2 separate regions of the Sus scrofa genome follow, and region 1 is linked to region 2. A link is a contact called in public HiChIP or PLAC-seq data. All regions are on one chromosome and are shown on one strand. Each heading gives the region's core, a stretch centred on a gene start, on an enhancer-like site or on the middle of the called end of the contact. The rest is flanking DNA. Distances are from core to core; before and after follow the strand shown. Region 1 overlaps KMT2E (histone-lysine N-methyltransferase 2E). Region 2 overlaps KMT2E (histone-lysine N-methyltransferase 2E).

Evidence for each region. HiChIP or PLAC-seq counts read pairs in DNA pulled down with a chosen protein or histone mark.
Region 1: a contact with region 2 is called in an H3K27ac HiChIP or PLAC-seq map of alveolar macrophages. The contact joins two enhancer-like sites. A contact is called at or near these places in 2 of 47 Hi-C or Micro-C datasets (embryonic fibroblasts and liver) and 1 of 2 datasets of contacts at active chromatin or transcription factors (alveolar macrophages).

Annotation. Positions count from the first base shown.
Region 1 is chr9:104,957,150-104,960,848 of Sscrofa11.1, forward strand. KMT2E (histone-lysine N-methyltransferase 2E) reads left to right here. Exons shown (of 26, transcript XM_021102573.1): 3 at 2,868-2,982. Among named protein-coding and RNA genes, the nearest start is that of TRNAD-GUC, 41 kb to the left of the region's middle. Within about 2 kb of position 2,207, at least 1 of the 83 cell types and tissues checked has an H3K27ac peak or open chromatin away from gene starts, as enhancers often do. A contact at or near this core is called in alveolar macrophages, where this site is marked.
Region 2 is chr9:104,889,236-104,893,406 of Sscrofa11.1, forward strand. The region is part of intron 1 of KMT2E (histone-lysine N-methyltransferase 2E); the gene reads left to right. It overlaps LOC106504991, which reads right to left. Exons shown (of 3, transcript XM_013979822.2): 3 at 1-1,296. The coding sequence ends at 1,201. Among named protein-coding and RNA genes, the nearest start is that of KMT2E, 15 kb to the left of the region's middle. Within about 2 kb of position 1,451, at least 80 of the 83 cell types and tissues checked have an H3K27ac peak or open chromatin away from gene starts, as enhancers often do. A contact at or near this core is called in alveolar macrophages, where this site is marked.

The DNA of each region.
Region 1 (3,699 bases), core at 957-3,456, 69 kb after region 2:
AGCTTGTGGCACTGCTGGATCCTTAACCCCACTGAGCGAGGCCAGGGATCAGTCCTGTGTCTTCATGCATCCTAGCCAGATTCATTTCCACTGAGCTACTACGGGGACTCCTAAAATTTTTTTTAAAGCTTTACGATAATGGCCCAAGAGATTTTGAGAAAACTCCTATGACCTTAATGTAGTGATTTTTGTTACTGTGAGTTCTTGCCATGCTCTTGTCCATATGTAAATATGAAATATGGTAGGTTTGTTAAGATTTGGTTTATCATCTATTGATCGGACATTTAAGTGATTTCTACTCATATCTAGTTTATGAGTAGTAGTAAAAGACCGTCATTATTTAGTGGGAATTACTTTCTTACCAAAAATGGGATTACTGGATCTAAAAGATGTTTTACTTTTGGTATTTGTCACAAAGTTGTTTTCAGATTTACTGTGTGCTTTAAGGATGTTTTAGCACTATAAGATTTTTTAGGAGACATGTCTGGTGTCCTGTTACTTTTTTTTTTTTTTAATTAAATACTATCTTACGGTTTAGAAAAGTCCTTAAAATGTATCAACCAATTTTTTTAAACAATTGTTACCTTCTTTTTAAAATTATTTTTAGTAAGTAGCATCATTAGAAATGATGAGGATCTTGATAAAGTATTTCTGCTTTTTTGCATTGCCAGCTTGCTAGTACTTAATAGCTTTCATTTGAATCATGAGGTTATATAAAGGATCTATGGCTTGTTTACATGCTGGAACTTAACCTGCCTTTGCACTGAATTTTTTTTTTTTTTTTAATTTCTCAACCATTATCTACTCTAAAATATAAATTGTTTGCCATGAAAGTGAATCTTTTCTGGCCATAATTCCTATATGTTGCTTTAATATTAATACTGTAGATCGCAAATTGCTAAAACTGCACTTACTACCTTTTTTTTTTTTAAAAGAATTTTAAAAGAATTAATATTGTAATCAAAGGTAGTCTGGCAGCATCTATCTATTTTACCCTTTTGTTCAGCAATTCTGCTTCAAGGAATCCATGTAGTAGAAATACTACCATGGATGCAGAAAATAATGTATAGAAGTGTGTACAACTGCAACGATACCTTTAACACTGAAAAAAAAAAAGAAAAAATTTAAATATCCAACAATAGGGAATTTGTTAAATAAGCTACGGTACATTATATAATGAAATAAGCAGTTATTACCGAAAATAAGCTACATATTGTACTGACACTGAAGGATGGGAAAAAGTAAATTGTGAATATGTAGTGTATATTCTCACTTAAAAAACAAGAGTTAAGAGTTACTGTTGTGGCACGATGGGATTGGCTGCATCTTGGGAGTACTGAGATGTATGTTCAATCCCCGGTCTGTACAGTGGGTTAAGGATCCAGGGTTGTCACACCTGCAGCTCATATTGCAACTGCAGCTTGAATCTATCTGATCCCTGGCCCAGAAACTCTGTATGCCATGGGGTGGCCAAAAAAGAAAAACAAGCAAATAAAACAACTTAGATATTTTTATGGATAGAAAAATTTAAAGGTGGATACATAGCATCTTAACATGGTTTGGATGAAGACAGGTCTTTCACATTCTTAGGTACTTCTGTTTTGAATTTTGTATAATGAGCATGTATTAATTTTGGAATTAAGAAACATTCCTTTTTTAAAAAAAGAATAAGCAATTTTTAACATAACATCATTGACATTACATTAGTAATGGTTTTCAGAATATTCAGAACGTATCGGAGACTTGCATTATCCTTCAGAATCACTTGACCTCAGTTATGTCTCCTCCCTGTACTGATTCTAGCCTCTGGATCCCAAGCACCAGTCACTTAGAGCTAAATTGAGACTTTGTGAAGGGAATGGGTGAAGGGGCGAACAGTATATCAAGAAGTAGTTGACAATAGAAATTTGACTAATTAGAATGTAATTACATTAAGAAGCATTTAAACCATGAAGAGTGCAAATAATACTAAATTCTAATGGAGGGTTTTAAATAAGAGGAAGTACAAGGGTTATTATGAGAAAGTCATCTTAAATGGTGGCTTTGATAAGAATAAAGGTACAGAAACAAGTTGTGTTGTTGTGTATGCAAGGGAGACATTAATTTTAGTGTGAATTGCCCTCAGAAGTAGATTTACTACCACACCGATCAGTAAGAATTACCAGCCTAGGGCTCAGGAGGATTGATATTAAATGAGGAAATTGGGAAAGTGAAGGGTGTAAAATGCTAGGCCAGGGAACTTGTAAGTCACCCACAGTGGGTGAGTTGTTACTCCCTGTTTTTTCATTGGTTGGTTAGGTCATCATTATCATTTAGCCATTATCAGGCCAGAACTGCTGATTTACTCTATGGGCTATTTGTGCTTTTTCATGAGCAAACTATGGATTATTATGAGATTTTCTCTTCCTTAACATTTCTGCTATTTCCAAGGCTTTGTTATGTCTTGACACACTAACACATGCATAAAGCTTTGAACAGTGAAATAAATACTTCACATTCAAATTGTGATACATATAGATTAAACCTTCTTTAAATTATTTCTCCCTACTTTACCCCCTCTGCATAGTGTCCTTTATGACACTGAGTATATTAAATAATGCTTAACCTCTAATAATATTTTTAATGACAAGGAAACTATATTTGAACTTAAACTTGGGACATTTATTGTACTTTAAGCAAAAGTGTTTTTTTTTTTTTTTGGAATGCTTATGACATGGGCTCTAGATAGGATATATCACATCCACAAGATATCTGTGTTTTAGACATTTTAAAGACATTTTTTTTGAATAGCCAATAATTATAAAATTATAATTTTAAATTGATAAAAGTAAATGGAATTTTCTTTGATGCAACTTTTTTCCCTCCAGACCAGAATCCGTAGAAGCTAGCCCTGTGGTAGTTGAGAAATCCAACAGTTATCCCCACCAGTTATATACCAGCAGCTCGCATCATTCACACAGTTACATTGGTTTGCCTTATGCGGTAAGTGTCAAATGTTTCTCTTGAAGGGTATTCTTTTATTTCTATGTATAGATCTGTATCTCTCTGTTTTTTTATATCTAGAGGTTGAAAGTTGATGTGTTTGGTATTGTGCCTAAAACTGAATATTAAAAAAGCAGAATCGTTTCATACTAGCTAAATAATTAGGTATGTAATTTGTAGTTAAATTTTTTTTCATTGATCTAATTTTTATTCAAGGGATTTAAAATTCTGTAAGAGGAATTTCCTAGAAATTTTTATATTATTATTATCATTTAGCTTTTTATGATATTAATAGTTCAGTGTTACAATTCTTTACCTTCTCTATAAAAAGATGGTAGGTAGAATTACACTATTTATTGTTGATTCTAAGTTATATGGTAATTTGTATAATTACCACTTATTTAGCACTTATACATCAGGCTCTGTACTAAACATTTTTTGATTTTTTTTTTTTTTTTTTTGGCCACACCTTCAGCATAGGAAGTTCCTAGGCGAGGGTTTAAACCTGTAATGTAGCAGTAACACAGGCCACTGCAGTGACAGTGCCAGATCCTTAACCCACTCTGCCATAAGGGAACTCCCCAAGTATTATCTCATTTAATCTTCAAAGCAACCTCATAAGATAGGTATAATTTTCATCCCCATTTCAGAGCTGAGAAAGTGGAAAGCTTATCTAAGCTGATTTATTCAGTGTTGAATAGCTAGTAAGTGGCAGAG
Region 2 (4,171 bases), core at 201-2,700:
TGTACACATGATTTCATCAAACTACATATGTTCATCTTTCTATGTCATTAACTATTAAAAATGTCATTTCATTTCATTTTTTTTTTGGGGGGGCCACGTCTGCAGGCACATGAAGTTCCCAGGCTAGGGTCAAACCGGAGTGGTAGCCACCAGCCTAGCCACAGCCACTTGGGATCCCGGCTGTATCTGCAACCTACACCACAGCCCAAGGCAACACCAGGCACCCAACCCACTGAGCGTGGCCAGGGATTAAACTTGCATCCTTATGGATACTACCGGATTCATCACCTCTGAGCCACAATGGAACTTCCCAATGTCATTTCATTTTTGATATTTTTTTTTATTATAGTGTAACTTACATAAAAGTTAAATGTTCTAAAGTATAAGGAACCTCACCTCTTCAACCAGTGTTGAGATCAGATAATTTCACTCCACAGTAGGAATTGTGGTGTATGACAGTATTCAGCCTCAGTTTTGGGGAAGTGAGAATAGTGTTTGAAGGGGCAGGGACTTTATAGAGTCCTGCTGAGAATGCAGAAATCAATAGAAACAAGTTAATTTAGCCTGAAAGGAGACGTTCTAATTATTCCTCAATATCTCTAGATACGGTGGACCATGAGTTGGTCACAAATTTGGAGTTTGTCCATTTTGGGGTGGAAGATAAACTTTCTTATGTTTAATTCTCTATCATTCCCTCATAAATATTGTAAGAAGCATAGACAACTGCTAGTCATTAGTACAACTTATCCTTACATAATACTCATCCAGTACAAAGCTCTGCAGTAAGGGCAAGTCAAATTGGATAGGATTAGAAACCAGGAGCTTGAAAGTCGGCCTGAGAGCTGGCAAACATACTCAAGAAACATGTGACAAACACCAGTGGGAAAAGGCCATTCCGAAGGGGACGGAGGATCCTTCCCTAACACAACCAACATGATATTGAGCGTGATCTATCGATAGAGGCTTTCAACTTTTCCTACTTGCATTAAACCTTTGTGCTAGATACCACCTTAGGTATTGTTCTAAGGGCTTTGCATGCATTACCTGATTTGATCCGTCAACAAATGAGAGGAACTCAGAGAAATTAAGTAAGCCAGTAAACTGTGATAGACTCACTGCAAATACGGGTCCTTCCCAGAGCAGAGACGTTATTGCTCTGGCCTCAAGCGGAGCATCGTGAGTCATGAGCAGTCATTTCCTCTAGCCACGAAGGACAATGGACATACTGACGGCTACCAGCATTTCCGAAGATGGCTGTTGTGCCAAGTTAAGCCAGAGTTGGGGTGGCTCCGCAGCCTGGGGAAGTTGGAAATGACATTATATTGTTTTTGTAGGGCACGAGGAGAGCATGGGGTTAAAAAGTGTTAAACAGGATACTGAACACCGACAAAGCTAAAAACCCTGGGGCCCGGTGCCCCCAAAGGCGCTGGGCGGAAGTCGGCTCAGCCGCGGAGGAAGTGCGTTTCTGGAGTTCCTCCCAGATGACGCGAGCAGGGAGGCAACCCCTGCGGCGCAGAGGGAGCGCGGGGCCCCCGGCAGCCAGGAAGGTTCAGCGCGAGGGGACGTTGGCGCCCGGAGAGGGGAAAGACTCTTTCCAGCAGCAAAGCTTTGCAGCACCGAAGGGGCTTAGGCGCAGGCTATGCGTCCTCCTCCTCCCTTTCCCCGCCCCCACTGCGAGGGCGGTGCCCCCTGTGATGCAGAGATTCGCCCGGCTACGCCCTTCACCGGCCAGGCCAGCCCGCTGGCTGCCGGGACAACGCCTGGCCCCAGCTTGTTCGGGCCCGCGGCCAAGCCACGAGTTTGCGTCTGCTGCGCAGCCACCCACATCTTGCTCTCCCAGACGAGAAGTGAGGATTAAATGCTTTGGACTGCCTGGTAGAGTTCGGAGGGCAACGCCATCCCATCAGGAGCAAGCGAGTTCTCAAGTGAACGGGTTCCTCAAGTATAAAGAGGAATCTTGGGTGTGTCTATTGCATGATTAAGCCGGTCATGTATCTGTGAAAAGACTAATTTCTACAAAAGGCCAAAATTGAGTGCCGGACCCTCTCGCTCGTCATGATTGGTCTGAATGTTTGAAGAGGTCTAACTTCTCTTAATGTTTCCAACTAAAGTCAAATTCTTCTCTGTGGCCTCTCAGCTGCTCTTAGGTGAGCTAGTTCCTCCAAGGTCAGCTGAGAGAAGGGTTTATTCCCAGCTAGAACAGGGTGCTGCAGTAACATTAGTTACAAGCATCATCACTTAGGCTTCTCCCAGAATTCTGACACCTGGCAAAGCATTCCTAACTACGAATCAGTAGACAGAATTGAGAGCTGTGTGGGCACTATGCAGCACACATTTACAGCGATCTGAGAAGGGATTCTTATTCTTAGGAGACTTTTGGAGCTGTCAAAAGGTCATGGCACAAAATTAGCTAAGAAACTGTATTTGGGAGCACGGAAAGTATCTCGGGAAGAAACTCAGTTAAGGTCATTTAAGCATATTTTCCTGGAGATTGAAACGAATCTTATTGCGAATAATTTGGTTCTATGAAACCAACAGAAAACGAAGAATTCCGAGCTATCGCTCTATTTTAATCCTTAACTTTGGGTGTATTTTAAAGCTTTATTACTTATGTACAAAAAGCCTGGTTTCTGCACCTGGAATCCCTTTATTTTCCAATGGCTGGGTTCACAGATTACTAACGTTACGGGCGGGGGGGGGGGAACTTTTTAAGAAAGTCTACCAATAGCGGTCATTTGGGTAGCAATTATCAGATTATGCTTGAAACCACCACGCAGCTAAGTAATTTCTTTTAAATACAAATTTTAAGATTGTTATCTCTTTATTTTAACTAATTTGGGCAGGTTTATTTCCCTCTTCCCCATAACTTTATTTTTGAAAGTAGTATCATTATTCTCTGACATCCTACACTTAAGTATCTCTCTCTCTCTCTTTTTTTTTTTGTCTTTTTAGGGTCGAACCCGCAGCATATGGAAGTTAGTTGCCAGGCTAGGGGTCAAAATTGGAGCTGTAGCTGTCAGCCACAGCCACAATAGATTCAAGCCAGGTCTGCAACCTACACCACAAGCCACGGAAACACCCATCCTTAACCCAATGAGCAAGGCCAGGGATTGAACATGAATCCTCAGGGTTGCTAGTCAGATTCACTTCCGCTGAGCCACAATGGGAACTTGTGTCTTTTTTTACATCAATTTACCTTTAACCATGTAGTTTTCACGTTCAACAGGAAGAAAGGAACCAGGAAATCTCAAATGTGATGCAATTCATCAGTGTGCAGTTCACAATAGCTATTTTCTGTCCCTTCTTGTAGGACTGCACTGTAAATTCATAGCTCCCTCAAGAAACCATGATTGCTCAAACACACTCTTCTTCATAGCTCTTCATGCTATACTCTAATAATATTTGCATTCCTAAAGTCTCGTTAAAATATTGAACTGGGTTTCATAAAACATCCCATAAATAAGGAGTGTACTTTATGGTATCATTTCTCATAATTGTATTTTAAAAGGAGACAATCTCTTCATTGCAGTTTTAGTATCTCAAAAAAAGGTAACGTTGGAGTTCCCATCATGGCGCAGTGGTTAACAAATCCGACTAGGAACCATGAGGTTTCGGGTTCGATGCCTGGCCTTGCTAAGTGGGTTAAGGATCTGGCGTTGCTGTGAGCTGTAGCGTAGGTCGCAGACGCGGCTCGCATCCTGCATTGCTGTGGCTCTGGCGTAGGCCAGTGGCTATAGCTCCGATTCGACCCCTAGCCTGGGAATCTCCATATGCCGAGGGAGCAGCCCAAGAAATGGCAAAAAGACCAAAAAAAAAAAAAAAAGGTAATGTTATTTTTGACTGTAGTTATCTTATAAAAATAAATATAGGAACGATTAGAACTTGGTAGGTTTGTCAAAAACCTGCACTCCAGATAGATACCACAGGTAATTCTGCAGATTGACCCATAATCACCATTTTAAGAACCACCGGCTTAAAGGCAAATAAATAGATTAGGGTTGCTTGCTATCATTGCTTTGGTTAGTTACAAGTTAAATAGACAATATGGAGGCACAGAGCCACCAAACAGTTAATTTGTGCAAAAGTGCCAACTGGCTTTGGTTCTTGAAGTTCTATTGTATTAAAGAGAAGAAACACAGCCAAATAAGATGTGCTGAGGGGAAATGTGGCC